Linked DNA regions of Mus musculus: region 2 is linked to region 1. A link is a contact called in public Hi-C data. All regions are on one chromosome and are shown on one strand. Each heading gives the region's core, a stretch centred on a gene start, on an enhancer-like site or on the middle of the called end of the contact. The rest is flanking DNA. Distances are from core to core; before and after follow the strand shown.

Region 1 (6,283 bases), core at 2,865-5,364:
CATGAATTTACTGGGAGGTTAGTGTTAATCCCTGTAAACTAGTATTGATTTAGTAACTAATAATAACAGCTACTGTTCAGCAATTATAACAAAGACTACCAAACACTTCGTAAATATTGACTCATTTAATTATTATGGCTTATTTTATGTCTAGTTTTTATAATTGTATCAAATATATCAGATATAAATATCACATATTTATAAGAACATAGGATGCACATTATTATACTTTTTACATTATTGTATTAAATTCTAAAAAAGAGGGCTGGAGAGATGACTCAGTGGTTAAGAGGACTGACTGCTCTTCCAGAGGTCCTGAGTTCAATTCCCAGCCACCACATGGTGGCTCACAACCATCTGTAATGGGATCTGATGCCCTCTTCTGTCTGAAGACAGCTACAGTGTAGTCACATACATAAAATAAGTAAATGATTTTAAAAAATTCTAAAAGATTTAGTTTTATTTTATGTATATGAGTATTTGCCTGTGTGTGTGTGTGTGTGTGTGTGTGTGTGTGTGTGTGTGTATGTGTTTGTACATACAATGTGCATGCAGTGCCATCAGAGTCCAGAAGGAGGCGTCTGATTCCCTGTGCTGGGACTTGAACCCTGGTCCTCTGGAAGAGCAGCTAGTGCTCTTAGCTGCTGAGCCATCTCTCTAGCCCTTTATATTATTAATTTTCATCAGAAGGAGAACTTTCTTAGAGTCACATGTGGCCAGGGCAAAGCAAATATTTCTAAGTGTTCCAAATCATGCAACAGAATTCTTGTTTAGCCAAAAAAAGTTAATCTAACAAGCCTAGTAAGTTCTTTCCAAGGTTTATATTACAATAAAAATTAACAGCTATAGCTGGGGAGTAGAAGGTTTGCCTGGCATGGGCAAGGCCTTGGGTTTGATTGAAAAGAACAGTCCAGTCGCCAAATATCATAAACATGAGAAGAATGTCAGAAGGAAGGTGGCACGTATAACTTGCCCGTCTAGAGGAAGATAAAAGACTCAGAAGCAGAATGTTGGTGTGGAGATTGAGAGCTCAAGATTGTCCATCGCTGACAGGAAGACAAGCCAGGCCTCTGAGTGGCCCCCAATGTGTTGGAACGCAATGCAAAACCCAGCTTGTGTACCTGGCCTTTCCTATTCTCACCACATGACTTCCCTCTGCAGCAGGGCTCGGGGAAGACCCTGATTCACCTCTGTTATTGGCAAGAAAGAGTAAGAGTGAATATCACAAACAGAATGACAGTCCTGGCTGAGACCTCTGCTTACTTGGGGAAGATGGAGGCTCTGCGTCCAGCTTGGCCCTCACAGCAGATCCAGACATGGGGTTGATCTTTTGGCATCGATTGAAGATTGTCCATAAAGAACATTCCTATCTTCTCTCCCTTGTGTGGATCCACAGCAGAAACCCCAGGAAATCATGAAGCTGATTGGATTAGCTGGGTGGTCATCTCTTGATGTAAAACACATTCCAATCACAGACTCATGTGGGCAGGGACATCGAGGAACAAGGTCAGTAGTTCACTGGTCTCGCTTGGACCCATGGGACATTTTTATTCTCCCAGCCCAAGGAATGACAGTCTCTTAGTCACTCCCTATAGCAAAAGCCTTGTCTGGCAGGACAATATGACATTAGTGAGCTCAGTGGGCCAGTTTGAGGGCTGCTGTTCTGTGTCTGAGGGACGCCTGAGAATAGTTGATTGTGTCCTCCATTGTTAGAGGACACACACTTCCTGAACTGTTCCCTCTTCGCCTGAGATCATTTGTTAATCAGAACGTCACATCTAGCTTCTCACTTTAACGACTTTGCACACTCACATTCACAGGTACACACACATGGCCCACCGATGGAGGTCCAGGACAATCTGTCGAAATATTATTTTTTCTTTTTGTAGGTACTTGGGATCAAACTCGGGTTGTCTGGCAAGATGACTCTGTTGTTTGACCCACAGCACCATCTTGTCATGATTTCCTTGCAAGTGTAATCATCTTTTCAAAGAAAAAAAAAAAGAAGCCAGACACAGAAACACAGGTTATCATACTCCCTCTCATCTCTGCCGTCTGGAATTAACATATGTTAATGTATATCACAGATATGTCTGATGTGGCATGACATGATATGACAAAAAGTAGAAAAAGGACTACTTTGAAACAGGAGGGGATCAGGGGAAGAGGACAGGGAAGGGCAATGAGGGTGACTCTCATTATATACATATGCATATGCATATACATACTCGTAATACTGACCAAAAACAACCTGGGGAGGAAAAGGTTTATTTCGTCTCATGCTTCCAGGTTACACTCCATCACCGAGGGAAGCCAGGGCAGGAACCTGGAGGCAGGAACTGCAGCAGAGACCAGGGAGGAACCAGTACTACCTACTGGGCTTTCCTCTACCACCTGCTCAACCTGCTTTCTTACATAGCCCAAGACTACCTACTGCCAAGTTAGCACCGCCCACAGTGGGCTGGGCCTCGCATATCAATCAGCAACCAAGAAAATGGCCACCAGCCAATCCGACGGAGGCAATTATTTGACTAGGGGTCTTTCTTCTCGAATATGGTCTCGTATTGTGTGAGGGTGACAAACACTAACCAGCATGGGGGTGGGTTGGGGGAGGTAATGCCCATGTACATAATCTACCTAAATGAAAATGCTGTGCAATGAGTATACCGTAATCAGAAAGACTAAATAAGGACCCAATGTGTGTCGTGAGTGCACATTCGTATGCATGTTCACAGCGAGAAAGGCCCTGGGGGCCACCGAGCCCACCATGAGGCCAGTAAACCCATATCCTCAGTGTGCGGCTGTTAAAGATGCAGGAAGCTCATTAAAAAAATAGCAGGTTAATTTTAGAGGTTCTGAAATAGAAAGGTACTCTGGGTAAGACCATATTGACATTCAGTTTCTAGGCTTCATTCTCAGAGGAGATTTATTTTTAAAAATCTGATCTTCAGAAAATACAATCTGAGAAGTAAACTTGTTACAACACACACACACACACACACACACACACACACACACACACATGCGTAGTTGGCCTCCTATTAGAGGTTCATAGCTGCCTCCAATCCAGGGATCATAGGTTCTATTTACTCAGAACACCCTTTCCCCATTTCCATTGTTTTGAATACTTGCTGTTGGTGTAAAGCATACGGTGCTTCACCCTTTTAACACTCATACACTCATCCCTCTCGCCTTCTGGATACTGACCATGGTTTATGAAACTGAATGCTGAGCAAATGCTGGGCCGCATGGTTTATATCTCAAAGTCTCTAGAATTCCAGCAATTTTCTTACTCACCATATTTCAAGTCATAAGGAAGAAAAACATCTTCAGACCAAGAAACCAAGGCTGCTGCCACCTCAAGGAGGAGACAACCCATTCAGATTTACTGTTAGGCAATAGTCACTTCACTGTTTATAGACATATACATAGCATGTATTTATATTGACACATATTATTTCATATGTACATATATACATGGAATATTAATACGTGCATATACACACACATATGTATATAAACAAAATAATCTGATGGCCTATGCAGGGTGGGTTTTTCTCTTATTCCAGTTACAGAAGAGCAGGCCTCGCCAGGAAGCTGTGCAGGTCTGAGATTCCATCTCCTTTTGATCAGTAAAGTTCAACACCCATACCACTAACCCTCTTGCAGCTTAGCATTCACAGAGTTGCAGGAATAGCTGATAAATGCAAGGTGCACACAGTGCCATTTTTCAGTGAGAATATTAAAACCACTTCATATTCAAAAGCAGGAGACAAAAGGGCCAGGTTTGCTCTGTCTTCATAAGGAAGTAAGAAGAAACAGCCATGTGGGATTTCTCTCTCTCTCTCTCTCTCTCTCTCTCTCACACACACACACACACACACACACACACACACTACACATCATAAATACAAACCATACACACACACGAGAGAAAGACAGACAGACAGACAGAGTTCAAAGACTAGAACTTATCCAGAAATAGAATCATTTGATTGATTAATCTCTTAACCAGCAAACCATTTTATTGATGACCAAGCCCCACCTACATAAATACAATGTTCAAATGGAATTTTACTAAAGTGACATGCTAGTTAATCTAATACCCTATCCTTCCACCGGCTGCCAAAATACATATTTACCTGTCTGAAACTAAACTCTAAGAGGTCAGGCTAGTGCGTCTGATGCTTCGGCAAGAAGTCTCTCTCAGATGTGGATTTAATCATGTATTTCCATACTCTCACTGGCTCTTGTGGAGGTGGCTGAGAAATCCTGGGCTTTCAAAGCTGTGCTAAACTACTTCACACTCTGTCATTGATTAAGAACGACAGAAGCCTTCCGAGTTGTTTATCAAATTAAAGTTGATAAAAAGCACTCGTGAAGCTCTGGACGCCTTCCTGAAAAAGATCTCAGCTCCCTTAAATTGACACGTCAACAAACTCTCACGGCCTCTCGAAAAGCATTCGCCAAAATGGTATGGGTTTGGCTTAAACTTCCATCCTCGGCTCAGCAAATGACAGCACAGTAGAAAGGAATTAAGCCAAATCAGACTCATTACAGAGTTGTGCTGGTAGAATATAAACTTCCCCTGCTTAGCATCTGGAGTTATGGGTGACTAACATTGTAAATGCTTGTGCTAGTGCGCTCCGAGAAAGAGAGAGAGGGCGTGATTGTAAGATTATAGGTGAGTGGTGGGATATGAACGTTAACTTACAGAAATATGTAATTTACTTTGTCTCCCGGTGATGAGTGCACATGTGCACACTGCTCTTTAAGTCCCAAGACACACCGAAGAGACGCAGAGCCACTCAAAACGAAAAGGTAACTAACTGCCTTTGAATTTGTCCTGTGGGCAAACATTTTCTGAAGCATGGCAGCATGCTGTGTGTACCCCATGATCCCAGATCTGGGAGAAAGAACTGTGGGACCTGAGAGGACAAGACCAGCTTTGGGGATGGGGACGAGGGATGGGACACAGAAGCTTGGAACCAACTGGACTCAGGATGCCACCACCCACACAGAATAAGAAACATGGATGTGGAACTTGATGTTTTCAGGAATCAGAAAGCAGAGGCAGGAGAATTGCCACTAGTTCAAGGTCAACACTGTCTATGTAGTAAGTTGTAAGCCAGTCGGTGAGGTCTATATAGCAACACCCTGATGAAATGAAACAAAGGAAGAAAAATGAAAAGAAGGGGGTAGGAACCACAAATGCACAATAAAAAAGGAAGCCGACATGTCTCTTCCCATTGCTGTAGTGTAAAGAGTGCCTATCTGAAGGCTACTATACCTAGGAAAATCTAAGCAAGCGTTCCTTCATGGTCTAAGGCAAAAAAATTTAAAAATTAAAAGAAAAAACCAACGTGTACATTTCTTCTCCTTTAGCTATCCTGCTAGGAGAAGTATTTCAAAATGTTCTTACAAAGCCAGCCCCGTAAACACCAGGCTTCCTTCCAAATGTCCTCTGAAGAGAAGAATGTAAAAATATACAAAGCTAGGACCAACAGGCTATCAAACACATTCTCCAAAATAATGTTCCCCAAGGCCTGCATGCCACACTGTCTTTGGGTCATAGGGCGCCTCTCCCTGGGGTTCTAAAAGCCAAAGGGACTTCTGTATGAATATACCTAAATCCACGTGTACCGCATCCGTGATGTTCCAGAAATAATGCATGTCTGTACACAGTAGATGATTAATAAAGAGGAATTGAATAGTGTTTGCCATGAATGTCTCACACTATGAGACAGCAAGACACATCAGTGCGGTAGTACCCGTCTTAGTGTTTCCATTGCTGTGAAGAGACACCATGACCAAGGCAACTCTTAAAAAGGACAACATTTAATTGGGGGTGGCTTAAACACAGATTCAGTCTAATACTATCATGGCGGGAAGCATGGCAGTGTCCAGCCAGGCGTGGCGCTGGAGGAGCTGAGAGTTCTACATCTTGTTCTGAAGACAAACAGGAGAGACTGTCACTAGGAGGAAGGACTGAAAGCCCACCCCCACAGTGACACACTCCCTCTAACAAGGCCATGCCCCCTAATAGAGCCACTCCCTGGGTCAAGCATATTCAAACCACTACAATACCCAAGAAGAGCTCATGGTCCAATGGGAAGCTTTATGGAACAGTCAAGTATGGAAAAGTAGGAAATGATGTTCCTATAGAAAAGGAGACTCCCATTGTTCTTCCGGTCTTCCTGAGAGATGCAACCTTTCAGCCCAAGTAATGGGGCTCGAGAGGTAGCTCAGTGGTTAAGGCCATGGGCTAGTCTCCCAGCAGACA
Region 2 (6,425 bases), core at 190-2,689, 170 kb before region 1:
ATTCAGCGGAAATCCTGGATGAGAGAAGACACAGTGGCAATAGCTGAGTATTATGCTGTGACTGGTTAACAGTGGGAAGGAATATACTGATTTTATTTTGTTCGAAGGCTATGTGAAATTGGTCTTGTGGTTGTTAGAGTTGTTTGAGGCAGGGTTTCACACAGGCCAGAATCATCATTAAGGGTGACCTTGAAGTTCTGACCTGCCTGCCTCCACTTCTAGAATGCTGGGTTTATAGGTGTGTACCTCCATACTTGGTTGTATGTGGTACTAAAAATTGAATCTAAGGCTTTGTATAAGCTAAGCAAGCTCTGTCAGCTAAACCATCAGTTTTGTGGAGGAGGGTAAAGATGATCTGATAAAGAAATCTATGAAAAACACAACCAAAAGACACGGACTACAGGAGACACTGGAGTACACTTGAGATTTCAACATAGGATCGTCACCTGTTTGTGTGCAAGGAGAACTCACACAGATCTTACTGACATAGACTGACCTGAGCTGAAGCATCCGTTTAAGATTCTGTAAAAATAAAAATGTAAGCTGGATGTGGTAGCATACTCCTTTAATTCTAGCAACTTGGGAGGCAAGGGCAGGCAGATCTCTGTGAGTTCAAGACCAGCCTGGTCTACATAGTGAGTTCTGGGACAACCACAGCTATGTAGTGACCCTATCTTAAAAAACAAACACAAATAGCCGGGCGTGGTGGCGCACGCCTTTAATCCCAGCACTTGGGAGGCAGAGGCAGGCGGATTTCTGAGTTCGAGGCCAGCCTGGTCTACAAAGTGAGTTCCAGGACAGCCAGGGCTACACAGAGAAACCCTGTCTCAAAACAAAACAAAACAAAAAAACAACCAAAAACCAAAAAAAAAAAAAAAAGCCAAAAATATATTTAAGCCTTAGTCATGCAACAGCAAAGACCTTTCAAAAAATTATTGCTCAGCATGGCTGTTAAAACCTAATTAGTGAAATGCATTCTTAGTCACTTGCCATGGTATTAAAAAGCTGGTGTGTTGATTTTGCTTAATTCAGAACAATAAAAAGCCAATGCAATCTTTTCAAGAGGACAGAGAAGGGAAGAGAAAAACAAGATTTGGGAATTAGGAAAGAAATTTACAAGAGCAAGGAACTCAGTTGACAATGTTTGCAGTTTGACCCGAAATCATGAACACACATATATGAATACACATGCGAGAGCACACACGCATACACACACACACACACACACACACACACACACACACACACACACACACACACACAAAATTGCTGTTCCTGTTACTCGATTGCCAGTATTTAATACTGTAGACATAGACATATGGTATTAGCTTGTTTCTCTAAAGCTGAATGCAGCCACCAACAGGTCTACAGGCAGTGTGGCGCTGGCCTTACCAATAGCTTGGGACGAGTCCACCATGGGGACTTTGGACACTGATGTCAGCAAGCTGAAAAGCTGCAGGGTCAGGTCTGTGGTGGTGAGAGAGGTGAATCCCTTCAGGAGCAGCTGCTGTAGCCCTGGGAAGTCCGCCCACTTGAGCTGCGCCTGGAGTTTCTCCAGCTTTTCTCGGTTCTCAGCTTTCTCCAGCGGCATATGTGCCAGCAGTCGGTTCAAGAGCCGTAAGGCCATCAGGTATTCAAACTCAAAATCAGACTCCATCAGGGCCACCGTGACCCAGAAAATGGTGGCCAGCAGGTTGGTGGGGTGGCTTACGTGGGACGGGTCCGTGAGGCTCTCCTTCAGGGAGGAATTGCTTCTGGTTTTTGAGGAAAGGCCTTGTTGGGTACAAGCTTGAATTCTGTCCAGGGTGGCGCTCCGAGGCGGGTCTGAGGATCGGTCAACGACACCGAACTTCTTGGGCACAGAGAAGCTTCTCTGGTGCCGGCTTCGCTCTGCAGTCGTGGTGTTGCCGCTGCCGCCGCCGCCTCCGCCGCTGCCAGGAGTCCCGGGATTGACGTTCAGCTGTCCGGTGCTTTTCCTGCTCGCTGTCAGTTTACTGCTGGAGCTTAGGTCTGGCGATGAAGAACTAGGTACAAACAGAAGTGAAATCAGCGGAATGCCAGTGGGTACCACTGAAGAGCTGGCGCTCTTGTGCTCTGAGAAGCAGCTATGGGGGAGAATCCCTAGAGACCACCACCCTAATTGGGGCTAAGCAGGGCCAGACCTGGTTAGTACTTGGATGGGGCGGGGGCGGGGCATCTACTTTCTACTTAAATGGCTTTTAAGTTAAGGCTATGGGAAATAAACCTTAGCAAGAACAATCTCCAAAAACAGACACCCAATACAAACTTTCAATAATGGAAAATCTTAAAACTCCAGAGATGTAGCGAGCTTTCATATGCATTCTGTTTGAATTTGGATGGGAAGAATTATAAAATAAGACAGACCAGCAACCAAGCAAACACAAAATTTTTCTCCTCTTAACTTAGAACAGAATGTTGTCAAGAAGGAAGAAGGTAAGTACACACTGCAAAGGAAATATTTTTACACTTAGAAAATTTGATTTTCCTGCCCCCCCCCCCCCCCCCCCCACATCTGAGGCAGGGTCTCACTATGCAATCCTTGACAACTCAGAATTTATTATACTGATCAGACTGGCCTGAGCTTCCAGAGATCTTTCTTTTAACTGCACTCATACTGAAAACATCAAACTCTTTATCAGCAGTTTGTTTGGCTCCCTCCCTACCTCCTCCTCTCCCCCTCCCTCCCTCCCTCCCTCCCTCCCTCCCTCCCTCCCTCCCTCCCTCCCTCCCTCCCTCCCTCCTTCCCCAACCTCTCTGTGCAGCCCAGGCTGGCCTCAGCCTCAGTGCTAGGATTAGAGGTATCAGGCAATAGACCTAGCTTTACCTATTAAACTTTTACAGATTTAGAGATACGGGTTCATATAGTATTAGTGATCACACTAAATGTATAAAAATTGTTCAATTTAAAGATAATAAAATATGCTGGCAGTGGTGGGGCACACCTTTAATCCCAGAGCTTGGGAAGCAGAGGCAGGTGGATCTCTGTGAGTTCGAGGGCAGCCTGGTCTACAGAGTGAGTTCCAGGACAGCCAGGGCTACAGAGAGAAACCATGTCTTGAAAAAACAAACAAACAAACAAACAAACAAACAAAGCAAAAAATAAACAATAAAATAAAATAGGCAGGTGTAGTAGCTCATGCCTTTACCACTCACCCCCACACCCCTCCCAGGAGGTAGAGGCATGGAGATCTCTGAGTCAGCCTGTTCTACATAGTGAGTTTCAGGCTAGGGCAGAGAAAGAAAATTTCTTTTTAAAATTATTTTTTATTTTTATATGTATGAGTTTTGCTTGCATGTATGAATGTGTATTGCATGTGTTCCTGGTGCCTTCAAAAACTAGATGTGTGCATCAGATAGATGTCCTGGGATTGGAATTAAATATGGTTATGAGCTACCATTTAGGTGTTGGGACCATGTTTTAAGATACACATATAATGAGTATATGTGTGTATCTGTGATAACAACCCCTTTACTTGTTTAAATTTAAGAAAATAACAAAGGGTGGCTCAGGGGTTAAGAGTACTACTGCTCTTGCTGAGGCCCTGGGTTCAATTCCCTGAGCTGCCTTCATGGCTCACACCAACCTGTAACTCCCAGTCACTTGGGTGATGCACATTCATACATTAAAAATCTAAAAAAATTTAAATCTAAAATTTGAATTAAAAAATTTAATTAAAAAATTTTAATCTAAAAATTTTTTTCTTAATAAAAGAAAATATCAAGTACACTTTTTAGGCCCTAAGTAGATTTTAAAACCTACACCTGTTCTTTCTCCAACACTCAGTACAGTATATCTGATATGCACATCTGATATGCACACACCAGTCATCTGATTCTCACCGAGATAACACTGTGAAGAGGTCACTGTTCTTCAAGCAGTCCGACAAGTTATCCACAGCGGCCTCCAGGGTCAGGAGCGCTTCCATCACATATCCCTGTGGAGCACACAGAGACAGCATTCGGAGCTGCTAACTTCCTGAGGATGAACTAACCTCAGGCAAACTCTCGATTTCTGAAAGTCAGATAGTCATGGCGGCATTCGTTTACAAAGTCTCAGATCGGATTATAAATCTTGCTTGGGGAATTACACTGCATAGGAGGTAGTTAGTAACCATAAGGATTAATTTCCCCAAGTTGGGCAACCTCAAGGGGATTAAAAACACAGCAGGGCAGGGGTGGGGTGTGTGTGTGAGCAGGCACAGGGTGAGTGGCACCCTGCTGAAGGGAAGGGAGAGCCACTGAGGGACAATGTGTGGAAGCTAGAGATTAGGAAACAAGGTGAGGTCAGGGGATCGGTGTCCCTGTGTAACTGACTGGAACTTCTGATGGCCGGAAGGGAGAGAGCCAGGTGTGCAGAGGGCTGGCCTTAGCTATCAGCCACGCAGTACCCTTGGGTCTAACCTGCTCAGCCCCCAAGGCTCTGAGCTCCACCTACGGGGTCTTTAGCATGACTCTCTGTCCCTGTCCTGTCTCCAGATCAACTTAGAGATAATCCGGACAGGGAAGGGCAGAGCTTGGTTTAGGTACGACAGCGCGGATCCCTGCCCTGACTGGACACACTGTGTAACTGAGTCCTCAGCAGAGGGTACAAAGACCCAAATGTCACAAAACAACCCCATCCAATACAAACCAACCCCTTGCCATCCACCATAGAAAACCCACCACTCCTGCCACCAGACAACACACACTGAAAGGATGCCTTTGTCACAAAATGTGATCACCTATGCTGAGTTTGTAGAAACAGTTCCCTGGGGGTGACTTTTGGAAATAATAAGGATTAGCTTCTCCTTGCTCCCCTCCCCCAACCCCCATCCCTCCTGGCCGTGTTTCTCTGACTGTCCTGGAACCTGTTTGGTTGACTAGGCTACAGGCTAACTGCTAAAATATTAATTAATTAATTAATTAATTGTGGTTTTGAGGGTTAAAGCACCTTCTATGGACTTCCGGGGAGTGCTACGACGTCACGGAGGGGCACATAAGTGGTCACTCACTTCCGTACCTGAATCTCATCACCATGCTCTCCGATCACCTCCACCAATCTGGACAGGAGGTCAGACAGGGCATGCGCTGATAGAGGTTGTTTGAGGGCCCGGAAGATCTGGAAAGACCGGCCTGCATAGTGCCTGGAAGAGCTTGCAAGAGCAGTTTGCAGCGCAACCTCGCTCAGATGCTGCTCCAGATGGAAACCTGTGGCCAGAAGAACGAAGGGCAAGCCCTGGTACTTCACACTGGTGCACCCAAGTCACGAGGAGACTAGGAGAGTTAGAACAAGCTAACAGTCCCCCATCCCCCTACCCTGCATTTGACTCTGCCTAAGAAACAAACAGGGTGTGGATCTAGCTCAGTAATAAAGGGCTTGCTTGCCTAGCATGTGCCAGGCCTTAGGCACCGTGAAAGTGCCTACAAGTGCCTAATATAAGGCCCTAGAAAGATGGCTCATTGGTTAAGAGCACTTGCTGCTCTTTCCAGAGGACCTGGGTTCAGTTCCCGCACCCACATGGAGGCTCACAACCACTTGTAATTCCAGTTCCAGGAAATCTGCTGCCCTCTTCTGGTCTCCACAGGCACTGCATGCAAGTGGTGCACATACACACATGCAGGCAAAACAGCCAGACACACAAAAAAATTAAAAATGAAGGAAAACAATCTATAAACAAGCAGACAATGAAATAACAGAACATCAAGCCATTTCAAAATAAAAAGAAATGTATGAATCATGGGAAGTATAGGAAGAGGTAGAATCTTTGAGACAGAATGGTCCTGGCTCTGAATCAGGGGGCTTGTGACTCTGGGAAAGACAGGCTTTCTAAGAGCCCACATCCCTCTCTTTGACTCGTGAGTAACAGGCCGTCTCTCTCAGGGAGGTTACAAGAATTAAGCACCATGTCAGGCACACAGTCGGCGTACACACACGCATTATTTTTTAATACTATCCTTCTATCAGCCGCCTATTGTTCTTTTGCTTTCATATGTGTCTGTATGTTGACATATACATGTATGTACAGGCACACACTTGGAGCCCACATGTTGATGCCAGGTGTCTTCCTCAGTGGTGCTCTCTCCTTACTTTTGGAGACAGTGTCTCTCACTGAACCTGGAGTTGGCCCATTTCAGCCAGACTGGCTGCCCAGTGAGCTCTGGAGAGCTACCTGCCCTTTTCTCTGAGTGCTGGGGTTGCAGGTGCATTCTTGCCAGACACCCAGTGCTGGGCACTTTACCGACTGAGCTGTTTCTTCAGCCCCTGAACTGTTTTTTTTTTTTTACATGTAAGTATATATAGAATAGTGGCCTTCCTCTCCTCCTTCCCTTTGGTTGAGAAAGGATCTTACACATTGTAGTTCAGGGTAGCCTGGGATTCACTATGTACATGAAACAGTCCTCTTGCCTCAGACTGCCGGATTACA

What was found. A called contact is a pair of places that touch in the nucleus more often than the background predicts.
Region 2: a Hi-C map of liver shows a contact between it and region 1, with 1.6 times the contacts expected there. The contact joins two enhancer-like sites. A contact is called at or near these places in 2 of 15 datasets of contacts at CTCF or cohesin (embryonic stem cells and large pre-B cells), 10 of 484 Hi-C or Micro-C datasets (the C10 cell line, LSK cells, embryonic stem cells and 5 more), 3 of 115 datasets of contacts at active chromatin or transcription factors (embryonic stem cells, forebrain and stem cell-derived neural progenitor cells) and 3 of 9 other capture datasets (adipose tissue, liver and pancreatic islet).

The regions. Positions count from the first base shown.
Region 1 is chr5:150,268,517-150,274,799 of GRCm38.p6, reverse strand. All of the region lies in intron 1 of Fry (FRY microtubule binding protein), which reads right to left. Among named protein-coding and RNA genes, the nearest start is that of Fry, 12 kb to the right of the region's middle. Within about 2 kb of position 4,114, at least 12 of the 459 cell types and tissues checked have an H3K27ac peak or open chromatin away from gene starts, as enhancers often do. A contact at or near this core is called in liver, where this site is marked.
Region 2 is chr5:150,432,300-150,438,724 of GRCm38.p6, reverse strand. Fry (FRY microtubule binding protein) reads right to left here. Exons shown (of 61, transcript NM_172887.2): 42 at 5,021-5,208; 43 at 3,862-3,956; 44 at 1,393-2,024; 45 at 1-14. Among named protein-coding and RNA genes, the nearest start is that of Gm36299, 28 kb to the right of the region's middle. Within about 2 kb of position 1,439, at least 22 of the 459 cell types and tissues checked have an H3K27ac peak or open chromatin away from gene starts, as enhancers often do. A contact at or near this core is called in liver, where this site is marked.